Linked DNA regions of Ovis aries: region 1 is linked to region 2. The links are chromatin contacts, called in public Hi-C maps. All regions are on one chromosome and are shown on one strand. Each heading gives the region's core, a stretch centred on a gene start, on an enhancer-like site or on the middle of the called end of the contact. The rest is flanking DNA. Distances are from core to core; before and after follow the strand shown. Region 1 overlaps CLSTN1 (calsyntenin 1). Region 2 overlaps CTNNBIP1 (catenin beta interacting protein 1).

Evidence for each region. Hi-C and Micro-C count contacts between places; a contact is called where the count stands out from the background.
Region 1: a contact with region 2 is called in a Hi-C map of retroperitoneal adipose tissue, with 3 times the contacts expected there. The contact joins two enhancer-like sites. A contact is called at or near these places in 13 of 16 Hi-C or Micro-C datasets (blood, hypothalamus, liver and 7 more).

The regions. Positions count from the first base shown.
Region 1 is chr12:42,994,254-43,000,926 of ARS-UI_Ramb_v3.0, forward strand. CLSTN1 (calsyntenin 1) reads left to right here. Exons shown (of 17, transcript XM_027975662.3): 2 at 6,352-6,474. Among named protein-coding and RNA genes, the nearest start is that of CLSTN1, 33 kb to the left of the region's middle. Within about 2 kb of position 4,293, at least 7 of the 54 cell types and tissues checked have an H3K27ac peak or open chromatin away from gene starts, as enhancers often do.
Region 2 is chr12:42,917,439-42,924,131 of ARS-UI_Ramb_v3.0, forward strand. It overlaps CTNNBIP1 (catenin beta interacting protein 1), which reads left to right. Exons shown (of 6, transcript XM_060396503.1): 3 at 1,508-1,677; 4 at 2,262-2,352. The coding sequence starts at 1,582. Among named protein-coding and RNA genes, the nearest start is that of CTNNBIP1, 30 kb to the left of the region's middle. Within about 2 kb of position 5,108, at least 17 of the 54 cell types and tissues checked have an H3K27ac peak or open chromatin away from gene starts, as enhancers often do.

The DNA.
Region 1 (6,673 bases), core at 3,043-5,542, 76 kb after region 2:
ACTTTCTTACCAAGTAAACCCACTTAGTTTAAGTCTCAGGAGTTTTATTGACTCACATATTGAAATAAGAGTTCTTCAATTTTATTTACTGTGCTTGTAACTTTATTAATAAAATCTTAAATGTGAAAACAAATAGGAATTGAATATTGCTTTCAGTAGTACATTATCAATAGTGAATTGAACTAATAGCCTCTGAGTTTTTTTTCCTTTTAGTATTTATTTATTTGGTTGAGCTGGGTCTTAGTTGCAGCATGTGAGATCTAGTTCCCTGACCAGGGATCAAACCCAGGCCCCCTGCATTGGGAGCGTGGAGTCTTAGCCACTGGATCACCAGGGAAGTTCCTAGCCTTCTGTGTTTTCAAATGAGAGATTAGTGACAAACAGCGGAGGTTTTTGGAGTGCTTTCTTTAAAATGGCCTGTTTATCTGTCTTAGATCTGTAACTCCAGCCAGTGTTCCAGCCTATCTTGTAGGATGGTTTAACAAGATCTGGAGAGGATGAGGAGTTTCAGCAGTTAGGGGAAGCAATCAACCTGGTTGCAAAGTGAGGCTGTTTTCTGTGCTCTCTGGAACCCTCTCTCAAAGTCTGCAGCCAACTGTGGGACCCGTGTAGAGCACCAGGCCACTTAACTCACCACTGTCCTGGGTCCTGGGGGTTACTTCTTGTTTTTTCCTTCAACTTTTATTTTATATCGCAGTAGAGCTGATTAACAATGTTGTGATAGTTTCAGGTGAACAACCAAGCCTCTCAGCCATACATATGCATGTATCCAATCCCCTCCTAAACTCCCTTCCCATCCAGGCTGCCACATACTGTTGAGCAGAGTTCCCTGTGCTGTACAGTAGGTCCTTGTTGGTTATCCATTTCGAATATAATAGCGCGTACATGTCTGTCCCAAACTCCCTAACTCTCTCTTTCTCCCAGCCTTCCCCTGGGGGGCACTTTTGGAGGAGAAGGGGAGGCTGTGCTGCAGCCAGCCGAGCGCTCTTCTTTCCTGGGTCTCTGGTTCCAGGGGCAGCTGTCGTGAGAGGAGGGGCGTTTTCCAGAGGCACTGTGGTTCTGGTCTGTGTGGTCTAGGTTCCCTTTCATATTATTAACAGTTCCCTTCGTAATCTAACGAGAACGTACCTGTCCAGGCAGATCCCTCAATATTTTGATGTCTCCAACATTCTTGTCTCCTTTTCCTGGAACATCCAACTGCCAGAAACAGACAATAAACATCTTCCCAATATCTAAAACACCAATACATTTTTTTTCAATTCTCCACACCAAAACTTTCTTCTCTATGAGAAAATTTATGCACCAGGGCACTGAGCGTATTTGTACCATCCATGGGTATATTCTCACTCACTTACTAGATAGTTCCTGAGGAATGAGATCCTAAGTCCTGGGAATAAGTAGAGAAAAAGGGTCACACCCTCCCGGAATCCCTGGTTTTGTGTGTGTATGTTTACAGGAGAATTAACAACAACTCAGCCCCTTATGGCATTCCCCCAAGTGCCTGACCCCGTCCTGAGCATTTTACATGGGACGGGTTAGATCACGTGGGAATCTCAGAGGTGGATGCTGTTGCTGTCCCCATTTTAAAGATGGGGAAACTGAGGCCCAGGGAAGCCAAGTAGCCTGCCCCAGGTCCTAGGCTGACTGCTTGTGGTCAGGAGGAGTAGCAGAGGAAAGAAAGAGGAAGTGGGGGTGGGGGGCAGAGCAGCGGGCTCTGTCTTAATTGGAGAGGGGAATCTCTTTTTTTTTTTTGGCTGCACTGAGTCTTAGTTTTGGCACTCCAGGTCTCTGGTCGTTGTTATGGGGACTCTTTATTTCCAGCACTCAGAGTCTTTGGCGCTGGAGGAGGAAATGCTTCAACAGAGGCCAGAGGCAAGAGACCTTGTCAGGGCATCCGAGAGGTCAAAGCTGTTTTAATTATATTAAGACATCACTTGCTTTTGCCTCATTTTATCATGAATGCACATTGAAGTTTCCTAGAGGCTGCGTGACACATCGTAATGCAGCCAGTCGGCTGCAGGAGTGGAGGTGAGAACCCAGCTGTCTTCTGCTAAGCCGGGCCATGAAAGGATTTGCAGAATGTAAAGCATTGCCAGTCTTCCTAGTAAACTCTGTTTTAAAATATATATCTATTTTCATTAATATATTATTTCAATTCACAGTGGCTTTGTTTTTGAAAATGAATTAATAAATATCAGTACTAACGCTTTTCTTTGGTTTTAATTTTCAGCACTGATTATTATTATTGTTACTGATAGATAGACGAGCCCTCCTAAGGCAGAGTTGTTCGGGTCCTCAGGACCTTTGGTGTAGATGGGTTCTGAGAGTGCAGGCTCTGAGCCACCCCCATGATCACAGCAGTACGCCAGCTGCTGTGGGACGAGTCAGTGCAAGAGATGGGGAGGAGGCCATTACTGGGCTTTTGTAATAGCTCTCAGTGGACAGCTTCCCTCCTAGCTCAGTCGGTAAAGAATCTGCCTGCAATACAGAAGACATGGGTTCGATTCCTGGATCAGGACGATACTCTGGAGAAGGAAATGGCAACCCACTCCAGTATTCTTGCCTGGAGAATCCCATGGACAGAGGAAGCTTGCGGGCTACAGTCCATGGGGTCACAAGAGTCGGACATGACTGTTTCACTTCACTATTCAGTGGACAGCACAGGGGATAAGAAAGGGCTACATCTGGGTTTATTTTGTGGGTGTGGAATTTTTTTTAATGTGGTAAAATACCCATAACATAAAATTTCCCGTCCTCACCATTTTTAAGTGTTGGAGTCAGTGGTATTGGGTTCATTCATTCACACTGTTGTGCAGTCAACCGCTGGAACTCTTTTCGTTGCAAAACCAAAACCCTCTATACCCTTTAGCCAACTCCCTGTGGGTCTGGGTTTGCTTTGAAAGTGAAAGCAGGAAACTTGCTGTTGGTTTGGGTGCAGCCTGTATAAAATGTCAGGTGGAGGCGTCATTAAGGAGAGAGCGGGTCGCTCATCCTCCCCCTCGCAGACACAGGCCTGCTCCTTTGGAATTTCACATGTGAGCACTCTGCTTCTTCAGTAGGTCATGTGGGAGTTAGTGCAAGTGGGGCTCAGGTGCTTCTGATCCTCACCGTCTCCCCTCGTCCCATCATGGTTGAAACAAAAAAAGTAGGACCACATCACGGTCACAACAGCATGAAAAACAGTTAAACAGTCAAATTTAGTTTCAGTCACTTCTGGTTGACTGCCCAAAGAGAATCTGGGTAGTTCATTCAAGAAATAGGCCCCAACTATGTGGAAATAAAGTTTAATAACCAGTGAATCTTAAAGGAAATCAACCCTGAATATTCATTGGAAGGACTGATGCTAAAGCTGAAGCTCCAGTACTTTGGCCCACTTGATGTGAAGAGCCAGCTCATTAGAAAAGACCCTGATGCTGGGAAAGATTGAAGGCAGGAGGAGAAGGGGATGACAGAGGATGAGATGGTTGGATGGTATCACTGACTCAGTTCAGTTCAGTCGTTCAGTCGTGTCCGATTCTTTGCAACCTCATGTACTGCAGCACTCTTCAGTATCCATCACCACCTCCCAGAGCTTGCTCAAACTCATGTACGTTGAGTCAGTGATGCTATCCAACCATCTCATTCTCTGTTGTCCCCTTCTCTTCCCACCTTCAATCTTTCCCAGCATCAGGGCCTTTTCCAGTGAGCAGCTCTTCGCATGAGGTGGCCAAAGTTTCAGCTTCAGCATCAGTCCTTCCAATGAATATTCAGAACTAATTTCTTTTAGGATTGATTGGTTTGATATCCTTGCAGTCCAAGGGACTCTCAAGAGTCTTCTCCAACACCATGGTTCAAAAGCATAAATTCTTCAACGCTTAGCTTTCTTTGTAGTCCCAGCTCTCACATCCATACGCAACTACTGGAAAAACCATAGCTTTGACTAGATGGACCTTTGTTGGCAAAGTAGTTAATGTCTCTGCTGTCTAGGTTGGTCATAGCTTTTCTTCCAGGAACAAGCATCTTTTAATTTCGTGGCTGCAGTCACCATCTGCAGTGATTTTGGAGCCCCCTCCCAAATAAAGTGAAACATCTCACTGTTTCCATTGTTTCCCCATCACTGACTCAATGGACATGAATGTGATGTAGTGAAGAACAGGGAAGCCTTGTGGGCTGCAGTCCACGGGGTGGCAGAGTCAGACATGACTTAGTGGCTGAACAACAACAACATTCCTTTTAATCAGATCAGCTTCATGAGTCATTCCATGGTTAATCTATATCCTGAGGTTATAATGTGAATACTCAGAAGGCGAAAATAGGGAAATGGAAAGGTTCTAACTGTGAGAGGAGCTCAAAATAGGCTGGTGGAGAGAGGAACCCAGGGAGGGGCTTGGTGGCCTCAACCAGAGGAAAGTCTCAGCACAGACTCTCTGGGGGCCACAGCTGGGGAAAAACGAAATGGACAGAAACCACAAATTCATTTTCGCAGATCAGCGGGCTGTCAGAGCAGATGTTCTTAACCTAAACACGAAAGGAGCAGTGCTAGTACCCAACTGAGAAGGAAAAACAATCACTTCTCCAGTTGTCCACCACAGCCCTGTGGGTTGTTGGGGATGGGGGTCCAGGCTTCACTAAAGAGGAAATTGAGGACTTCCCTGGTGGTGCGCTGGATGAGAATCCACCTACCAATGCAGGGGACATGGGTTTGATCCTTGGTCTAGGGAGATTCCACATGCCTCAGAGCAACTAGACTCGTGCGCCGCAACTCCTGAGCCGCTGTGCTGCAAGTACTGAGGCCCTTGTGCCTGGAGCCTGTTCTCTGCAGCAAGAGAAGCCACTGCAGTGAGCCCGAGTGCCACAACCAGAGAGAGTCCGCATGGACCAGTGAGGACCCAGGGCAGCCAAAAGCAGACATTCCAAAAAGGGGATTGAGATCAGGAGATCAGGTTCGTGTTCCAGGTCACACAGCACATTACAGAGGGCCGCTGGGCTCTGGGTCCAGGCTGTCCTGATCCCAGAGCAGATTATTATTATTTTTTAAAACAGGTTTTTCTTGATCACTGTTTTCAGTCAGATTTTTCAGGAATTTTGCGTATCATTTTCTTTTAATTCATTATATTTGTAATTTTATATTCATAAATCTTGTTTCACCCATTTGTTTTACATTTCTTTTTGTAATGCTAATTTTAAATAAGTAATACTGTTATTATCATAAAGAAATAACATTTTAAAAATTGAAGTATAGTTGATTTACAATATTATGTTTCAGGTGTAAGATAGAGTGATTCAGTGTATTTATAGGTTACATTTGTTTAAAGTTATTTTCAAATAATGGCTGTATTTCTCTGCTATACAGTCTACCTTTGTTGCTTCTGTATTTCATATGTAGCGGTTTGTATCTCTTTAAAAAATAGTTGTTTTTTTGGAGGTATAGTTGATTTATAATGTGTTTCTGGTATACAGCAAAGTGATTCTGTCTTTAAAAATATATGTATATATTTAAGTATATACTCTTAAATGTAGGCTTCCCTGGTGGCTCAGATGGTAAAGAATCTGCTTGATTTAGCACGCACGCAGTTTGGGAGACCCGAGTTTAATCCCTAGGTCAGGAAGATCCCCTGAAGGAGGGAATGGCTACCTATCCCAGGATTCTTGTCTGAAGAATTCCATGGACAGAGGATCCTGGTGGGCTACAGTCTGAGGGGTTTTGTATATATATTCTCTCTCTCTCTCATATACACATATACATTATCTTTATTCTTTATCTTTATATCTTTATCATATCTGTATATTCTTTTTCATATTCTTTCCCATCACTGACTCAGTGGACAGGAACTTGAGCAAATTCCAGGAGATAGTGAAGGACAGGGAAGCTTGGTGGGCTATAGTTCATGGGGGTGCATGACTTAGCAACTGAACAGCAAACCCATGATTTGTTACAAGATTTTGAGTACAGTTCCCTGTGCTATTCAGTGGGGCCTTGTTGTTTAGTTTGTATCTTTTAATCCAAGAAATAACATTTTTATTTGTAACTCTTCTAGGATCGGCTGGAAACAGAGGTGGTATGAGTTAGTCTGTGAAACTGTCCATATAACCATCAATCTTTTTTCTTTCTTTCAGTTTCTAGAGCAGTTCATTTCTTATTTTTGGTTGCTTTGGGGGTTGGCCTCAGATAATTTCTGCATTTCTTTAGGAGTTCATCCCACTGGGGTCTTGTTACCAGACTTGGCCACAAAAAATAGCAGTGTGGCCTTTCAGACTCATGAGGGTTTTATTGTTAATGATACGGATGTATGTTTTCAAAAGCGGTGGTGTTGAAAATAACGATCCTAACCTGGCCTATGTCCTTTCTCCTTCTTCTGTTTCTAAACACAGTCAACAAGCACAAGCCGTGGCTGGAGCCCACATATCATGGCTTAGTTACGGAGAGCGACAGCACCGTGCTCCTCGACCCCCCTCTCATCGCCCTGGACAAAGACGCTCCTTTGCGCTTCGCAGGTACCAGCCTGTCTTTGTTCACTCCCTGTCGTGAGTCTGGGAAGCATTTCATGTGTCCCATTTGGGTTGTTTCTGAGCCTTTCTGAGAATGTCTTGATAGCTAAGGGTTGTGTGTAGCCCCCACGTACCACAGGGGTACCTGACTGCCCTTGCAAAGCCTGTACTTGTTGAAAGGCAGAACATTTAATTGCATCGCTGT
Region 2 (6,693 bases), core at 3,858-6,357:
ACCGGCAGGGAGGCGGGAAGGGGAGGGGAGCAGGGGAGGAGTGGGAACAAGGAGGCAGGGCCAGCCAGCGGGGTCCCAGCGAGGACATGAAATGTATCCTGGCATAAGCTGAAGTGAGGAGAGATGTCATGTGTTCTGCTTTGTTAAAGTGATCATTCTGGCTAGTTGTGTGGGGTGGGGGAGGCGTGAACACGTCAGCAGGTGGAGGAGCGATCCCCCATAACCAAGCCATCCCACTCAGCTATGCTGGGAAGTTAGGACTGTCCCTGCACTGTGCACCTGGCCCGGGGGACGCCCCGGCGGATGGCCAGCTGCTGCTCATTCAAGGTCCTTCTGGAGGCAGCTCACCCCTCCTTCCCCATTACCAGTTGTGAATCGGGCCCTTTTCTGAGCCCGGAGGTGACGAGGGGCACACAGTGGAAGAGGAACGTGGGTTTTGGTGGTGGAAGGAAGGCCCCGTAAGGCACTGCATCGAGCGCAAGGCTGCCACGAACACATTTTGCACTTTGCCCTGTTGTATGGGCTTCAGGGCAGGAGCCCCTGTTAGCTTTGACAGGCGCCTCCAGGGAGGCTGCTGCCCAGGGCTCTGCTGCATTTCTGAGCCTGCCTTTCACCCAGGAGAACTGGCCTTTCCTGGGCTCGCTGGCCCCTGAGGGATGGACGGTGTGAGGAGTGTTTCTCCTGCGAGCGCAGCTCCTTGGCACCAGGGCTGCCGAGGCTCCACCCCCACCAGCTGCTGCGTTATTTCTGACTCATCCAGGAGTTACAAGTGTGTAACCCAAACCCCTCCACGCCCGGCTTCCTCCCCACTGGCTCCTCCTGGAGGGAGGAAACCCCAGGACTTCTCTCCCGGGACCTCGCCACTGCAGGTCGGGTCCCCACTGCACCTGAACGCACTGCCGCCCGCAGGAGCTGCCCTGTGACAGGTGGGTGGGCGGGCGAGGGCAGCAGCCACGAGCCCGGGCGGGTGTCTGTGCCCGCAGCCCCGAGCTCGCCGTCCCCATCGAGGGATTCCTTGGAGCCCGGCCCGGGAGCCGGCCTCTCGAACGTCAGAGACTTATGCAGAGGGAGCTGTCTTGGTGTCTGGGGGCTGGGTACTGATCCCACGGCTTCTCCAGCTACAGGCCCCAGTCAGCTGCCTTGATTGTGTCACGTTGCTCCTCATGGAAGCTGCCTGCTTTGAGAGCTGGGGACACTTGGGGTTTTGTGCAGCATATCCCCTGGGCTTGTCCTAGCAGGAGCCTGGCTGAGGGGGCGACTAGAAGGGGATGCTGGCCAGGAGTCTGGGTCAGCTCAGCCCCCGGGGGCCCAGCAGCACCATGCACAGAAGGGACTGGCCACCAGCGCCTGCTGCGAGGAGTGGTGGGGTGAGGGCGGGTAGCTGCTCGGGCTGGCTGTTGGGCCAGCAGGGTTGAGGGAGGGACCGGCAATTCGCCTCCACGCCGGGCTCTCAGAAACGAGCCCCTGAGGCATCGTGGGCTGCCTGACACCTCCTGCCCACGTGCAGGTCTGTGTCGTCCTGACACCGTCCCCTGCCCCCGTGCTTCTCACTCCGCAGCAGTCCCCAGAGCTGGCCAGGGGATGAACCGCGAGGGGGCCCCCGGGAAGAGTCCGGAGGAGGTGTACATTCAGCAGAAGGTCCGAGTGCTGCTCATGCTGCGGAAGATGGGCTCCAACGTGAGTGCCTGCAGGGCGTCAGGCAGCAGGGCCCCTGGGGAGGGCGCCTGCCGCAGGCAGCCAGAGGGCCACAGCCACCTTCCGTAGCCATGGTCTGGGGAGTGGGTTGCGGGGGCTCTGCTTAGGCTGTGGCCGATTCAGGCTCCCGGGCACAGACACCAGCATGTCTAGTCCTGCCGGCCCTGCAGGACAGTCTTCCTACCCCCTATGCCAAGCTTGGGCCAGGCGGGTGAGGTTTTCTAAAGGCCCTGACCTTCCTTTCCTCCCCTCTCCCAAGAGCCTTCTTTTCCAGGGGACAGGATCACCCGAGAGGGCAGGGGGGCTCTCCGAGCCTGGCCTGCCCTACGCTGGAATCCCTGTTCCAGATCTAATCCCAGTGGCAAGCCCTGTGGGCCCAATGGTCCAAGCTTCAGGGGTGGGAGCAGAGGGGTCAGAATCTCACCCTGGGATGGCAAGGTCACATCTCAAGAATAGAGGCCGAGGGAGAGGAAAAGGAGGCACCCCTTGGGGATGAAGCCAGTCTGAGCAGGTGCCTCCAGGGGCAGTTGTGAGCCGCCTCTCACCCGGCTCTCTCATCCTTGCAGCTGACGGCCAGCGAGGAGGAGTTCCTTCGCACCTACGCGGGGGTGGTCAACAGCCAGCTCAGCCAGCTGCCCCAGCACTCCATCGACCAGGGTGAGTCCATCGACCAGGGTGAGTAAGGGCCTGCATGCCCTTCCCAGGGGCAACAAGCAGTGGTTCCTTTAGAATGCATAGCTCCAGCCCTTGCAGACGGGTGATCCCCGAGAGAGAGGGAGAGGTTCGGGGCAGACGAGGGGCTGAAGCTCCCCCCACCCACACAGCTAACCCTGGATGGCGGCAGCCTCTAAGCGTGGAGTCTGGGGCGCCTCCTCAGCCTCTGGGCTGGTCCCTTTTTCCCCAGGTGGGAGCCAAGGACCCAATCAGGTAATGGGTGGGGGAAATCCCTTTTGGGCCTGGCGGAGGAAGAAGTGGAGGTATCTGGGGGCCCTGTAACTGCAGAGGCTCTTGTGGTTGCATGTCTTTAGCCTTTGCCTGACCCCTGTCCACCCTGTTCAGGACAAGAAAACCACCCTTGTGTGCAGCGGCCTGGCCTGGTCACAAGCTTTAGGGTGGCTGCTGTGTTCCTGGCTGTGCCCCGGGGGGTGGCCCCAGTGGCCCTGCAGGTCTCTGTGTGCCTGAGGGAGTTACTTCTCTCTTGAGCACCCTCAGCCAGCGGTAATGATAGTAGTGGGTAACACTGAGTGATTGTTGTCTAGCAGGCTCAGGCTGAGTGCTTGATACACGTCATTACATTTAACCTAAAGAGCTACCAGCTGTGTTACTTCTACTTAGCAGGCAAGAAAACTGGAGTTCAGGAGCAGTAAGCCACTGCAGCCAGTTCATGCTGCCAGTTACTGGGAGGGCCCAGAATGCAAACCTGCAGCTAGACTGCAGGGCTGGGTTCCACTCTGCCCTGGAGCCCAGGACCCTGCCCACCATCTTCATTCAGTCCTTTCCTTTTGTTCTTCTTACACTGGCTTGGAATTATTGGCTATGAAATCATGCAGCCAGGAGCCTGCCTGGTGTGAGCAGGCTCCCAGGAGCTGGGCCCTGGTGGGCGTGTTTGCTGACCCCCAAGGCCAGGGAGGAGAGCCACTCTGGCACACAGGCCAGCTTTTCTTGAGGCTGCCCTTGTTCCCCTGGATGTCACAGGCAGGGCTCTGCCCTGGCACAGGGCCCGGTTCCCGAGCTCTGACGCTGGGTGTGACCCGGCCTGTGCACCCAGCTCAGCAGAAATGTACAGGGTGTTCCAGCGGCTCCAACAGCTCCCGGGTCGGCCGCTCGCCCCGGCCACACTCATGCCACAGCCTGTTCCACACCAGCTGCACTGTCAGCCACCGCTGGGAGAGGAGATGAGGGGTGTGTCCCTGCCCCTGTCCTGGGATATCTCTTGTGGGAGAGGCCTTTTCTTTTCTGGGACTGATCTGGGTTTTAGTGTGGGTCCCTCTTCCCTTCTGAAACCTTCCTCCTTTCTGAGTTCCTGGGGCTTCACATTTTCTGCCAGCCTGGTCTTGGGCTAACCTGACTTTGAGCTCTGGTTCTAAGACTACCTCTAGAAGAATGCTGTTAATGGGAAAAATCAAAAGAAGCTATAAAACTGTATGTCAGTGTAGAAAACACTACCACATGTACTCCCCTGCCCCCGCCCATATCCACATACTCATGCATAGAACAGAAGTAGCGGAAAGAATATTTAGCAGGTTGTTCATAGAAAATTTTGATAGAGGGTGGGACCATATAAGGCACCTTGAGTTTCTGCGTCAAACACTTTTTGCTAAAACTAATTTTTTAACGTTGCATGTACTTTTTTTTTTTTTTTTGACAATAAGGGGAAGTGTTTTTTTAAGTCTCTGAACTTTTATTTTTGGTTTTCTAGTTTTCTTTCTTTTCTTTCTTTCTCTTTTAAAAATTGAAGTATAGTTGATTTACAATGTTGCATTATTTCCTCCTGTACAGCAAAGTGATTCAGTTATGTACATATATGCATTCTTTTTTTAATATAGTTTTCCATTATGGTTTATCATAGGGTACTGAATATAGCTCTGCACTAAAGAGTAGGACCTTGTTGTTTAAAGGGGAGGTTTTAAAAAGTACTTTTTATCTTGCTTGGCTAAACCAACAATTGGAAACAAACTCTGTTGAGTTATTTAAGGCAGTCACGGTGACCTTACCTGGCCTGAAACTGCTGAGCAGTCAGGAGTGAGCTGTGGGCGTGTGGCTGTGAATTTGTGGTGCTGGAATCCGAACCCTCCCGGGTTTGGGGCGTCCGCACACAGCCAGGCTGGCCTTGGGTACTTCTCTCTCCCAGGAACAGACTCCTGGGACTAAACCTGGAGCCGGGGGAGATTATCTGGGGAGATGGTTCTCTGCTGCTGGGGTGTCCTTCAGTCTGCCCCTCCTCCCACGGTCACCTCTGACCTGAACCACTGAGAAAACAGGCTGCAGAAGGGCCTGAAGGAGAATTCCCTGGAGTGTGAGTTGGAAGGGGGGAGGGGTCAGCAGTGCCTGGAAGAGCTTCCGGAGCACACTGTATTTCCTTTATCTCTTCCACTGTGGAGGTTCAAGCATGAGAACAGGACCCTACATTTCTGGCCACGCCGTTGGGCCACGTGGGGCTCGAATAACATTCTAGCTTGTCCACTTTCTTCAGCAGAGCTGCCCTCAGCTGATGCCACAGGGCCTGTTGCTCTCAGAGGCTCAGGTGCAGCCCAGGTGGCAAAAGCCCAAGATCATTGCTTCCATTGCTCAGGACACCAGCATGAAAAGCCCAGAAAGGCCTAGGAGCATTTGGGGTGGTGGGCAGGGCAGTCCCAGAGAAGTCTGGTGTGCGCGCCTCCTGCCACTAGGTGGCACTGTCTCTCAGCAGATGCCCTCGCTCTGCTCCTGGGAGCCCTTGCAGCTCTTACCTCTGCTGTACCAGCTGCCCTCGGTAGGGGGCCTGGGCCGCCCCATCACCGGTTAGCATCCTAGGGTCCTGCCCACCACCTTAGACCTGCCTATGCTTCTCCTCTGGGGCTGGAGGGGTCTGGTATCAGGAGCACTGCTTGCCCTCCCCAGACCCAGGGAAGAGAGCAGGCTGGGCATTGCTCCCCCCAGCCCCAGATCCCATCCTTCCCTCGGTGAACGTGTCTTCAGTACCTGCTGGGTGCAGACAGCTGCTGGAGACCCTAGTGCACAGGCCTGCACCTTACGGCCTCATCGACTGGTTCCAGCAGAGGCTGCCAGTTGCCCCTGCTACCCTGTACTGAAACGGGGATGGACCTGCCTGGCCTCTGCTAATCCGAGACCACCCTCGAAGTCTCTCAGTGGCTTCCTACTGCCTTGAGGATACAATCCAAACCCCTTAGCCATGATGTGTGGGACCCCCTGCCCCTACTACCTCCCCCCCCCCCCCCCCCCCCCCACCTACCTCCCCGGCCCTCGCCCCCCTCCACCTACCTCCCCCACCTCCGTCCCAGACACCAGGACCTCATACTCCATAAACAGCCACACTGAGTGGATTTCTGCTCCCGTCTCAAGCCTTGTGCATTCATGCCTTCCTGTCCCCGCATGTGCCTCTCGATGGCCAGGAGCCCAGTGCTGACTCGCCCCCTCCCCTGCCCCCCTCAGGCTGGGCCAGGCCCTCCTGTGGTCCCCACCGCACACTAGCACCTCAGCTGTGCTGCTCCGCACGCTGTTACCTGGTCCAGCTCCGGACCAGCTCTGAGCTCCTGTGGTTTCCCTCTTCGCATTTGTGGGGCTTGGCCCCCCAGGCCCCCAGCATGTTCTTGGGTGAATGAATAGACTGCCCTCTGGGTCTGGAAGCTCAGAGTCCCCAGAAAGGCAGAAACGTGAAGCGCTGTCTCCTGGTCCCCATGGTGGCCGAGCAGACCCGACAGCTGAGTTTGAACCAAAGGCAACCAGTGCTTCTCTGGGAAGATCACTTTGCTGAGAAGGCCCAGCTGTAGGCTGGGGGACAGAGAGCTGTAGCTTCCGGAAGCAGGCTCAACAGAATGCTGAGTTCGTTCCTTGCTTGTTGTCAGTGCTGTTCAGTCTGTACCATATATTGATAATTTTTCCTGGCTGTGAAAGAATGCATACTCATCACTGAAAGTGGTTGGGAAAGATAGAAACAGCAGAGGCGCCTAAAGGATTGACTGCAAATAGCTGAACGCATTACCTTGCATTAGTTAACCAGCAGGCTTTTTTAAAAAAATATGCATGAATTTCCATTACAAAGTTGTAATGGATTTCCATACAATGTAAACATTATGATATCCATTTTAGCTTCCATTTTTTTTTACTTAGGATAATTTTGTTGTTTAGTCACTAAGTCATGTTTGACTCTTTTGCAACCCCCTGGACTGTAGCCTGCCAGGCTTCTCTGTCCATGAAATTCTCCAGGCAAGAATACTGGAGTGTGTGGCCATTTCCTTCTCCAGGGCATCTTCCTGACCCAGGGATTGAACCCATGAC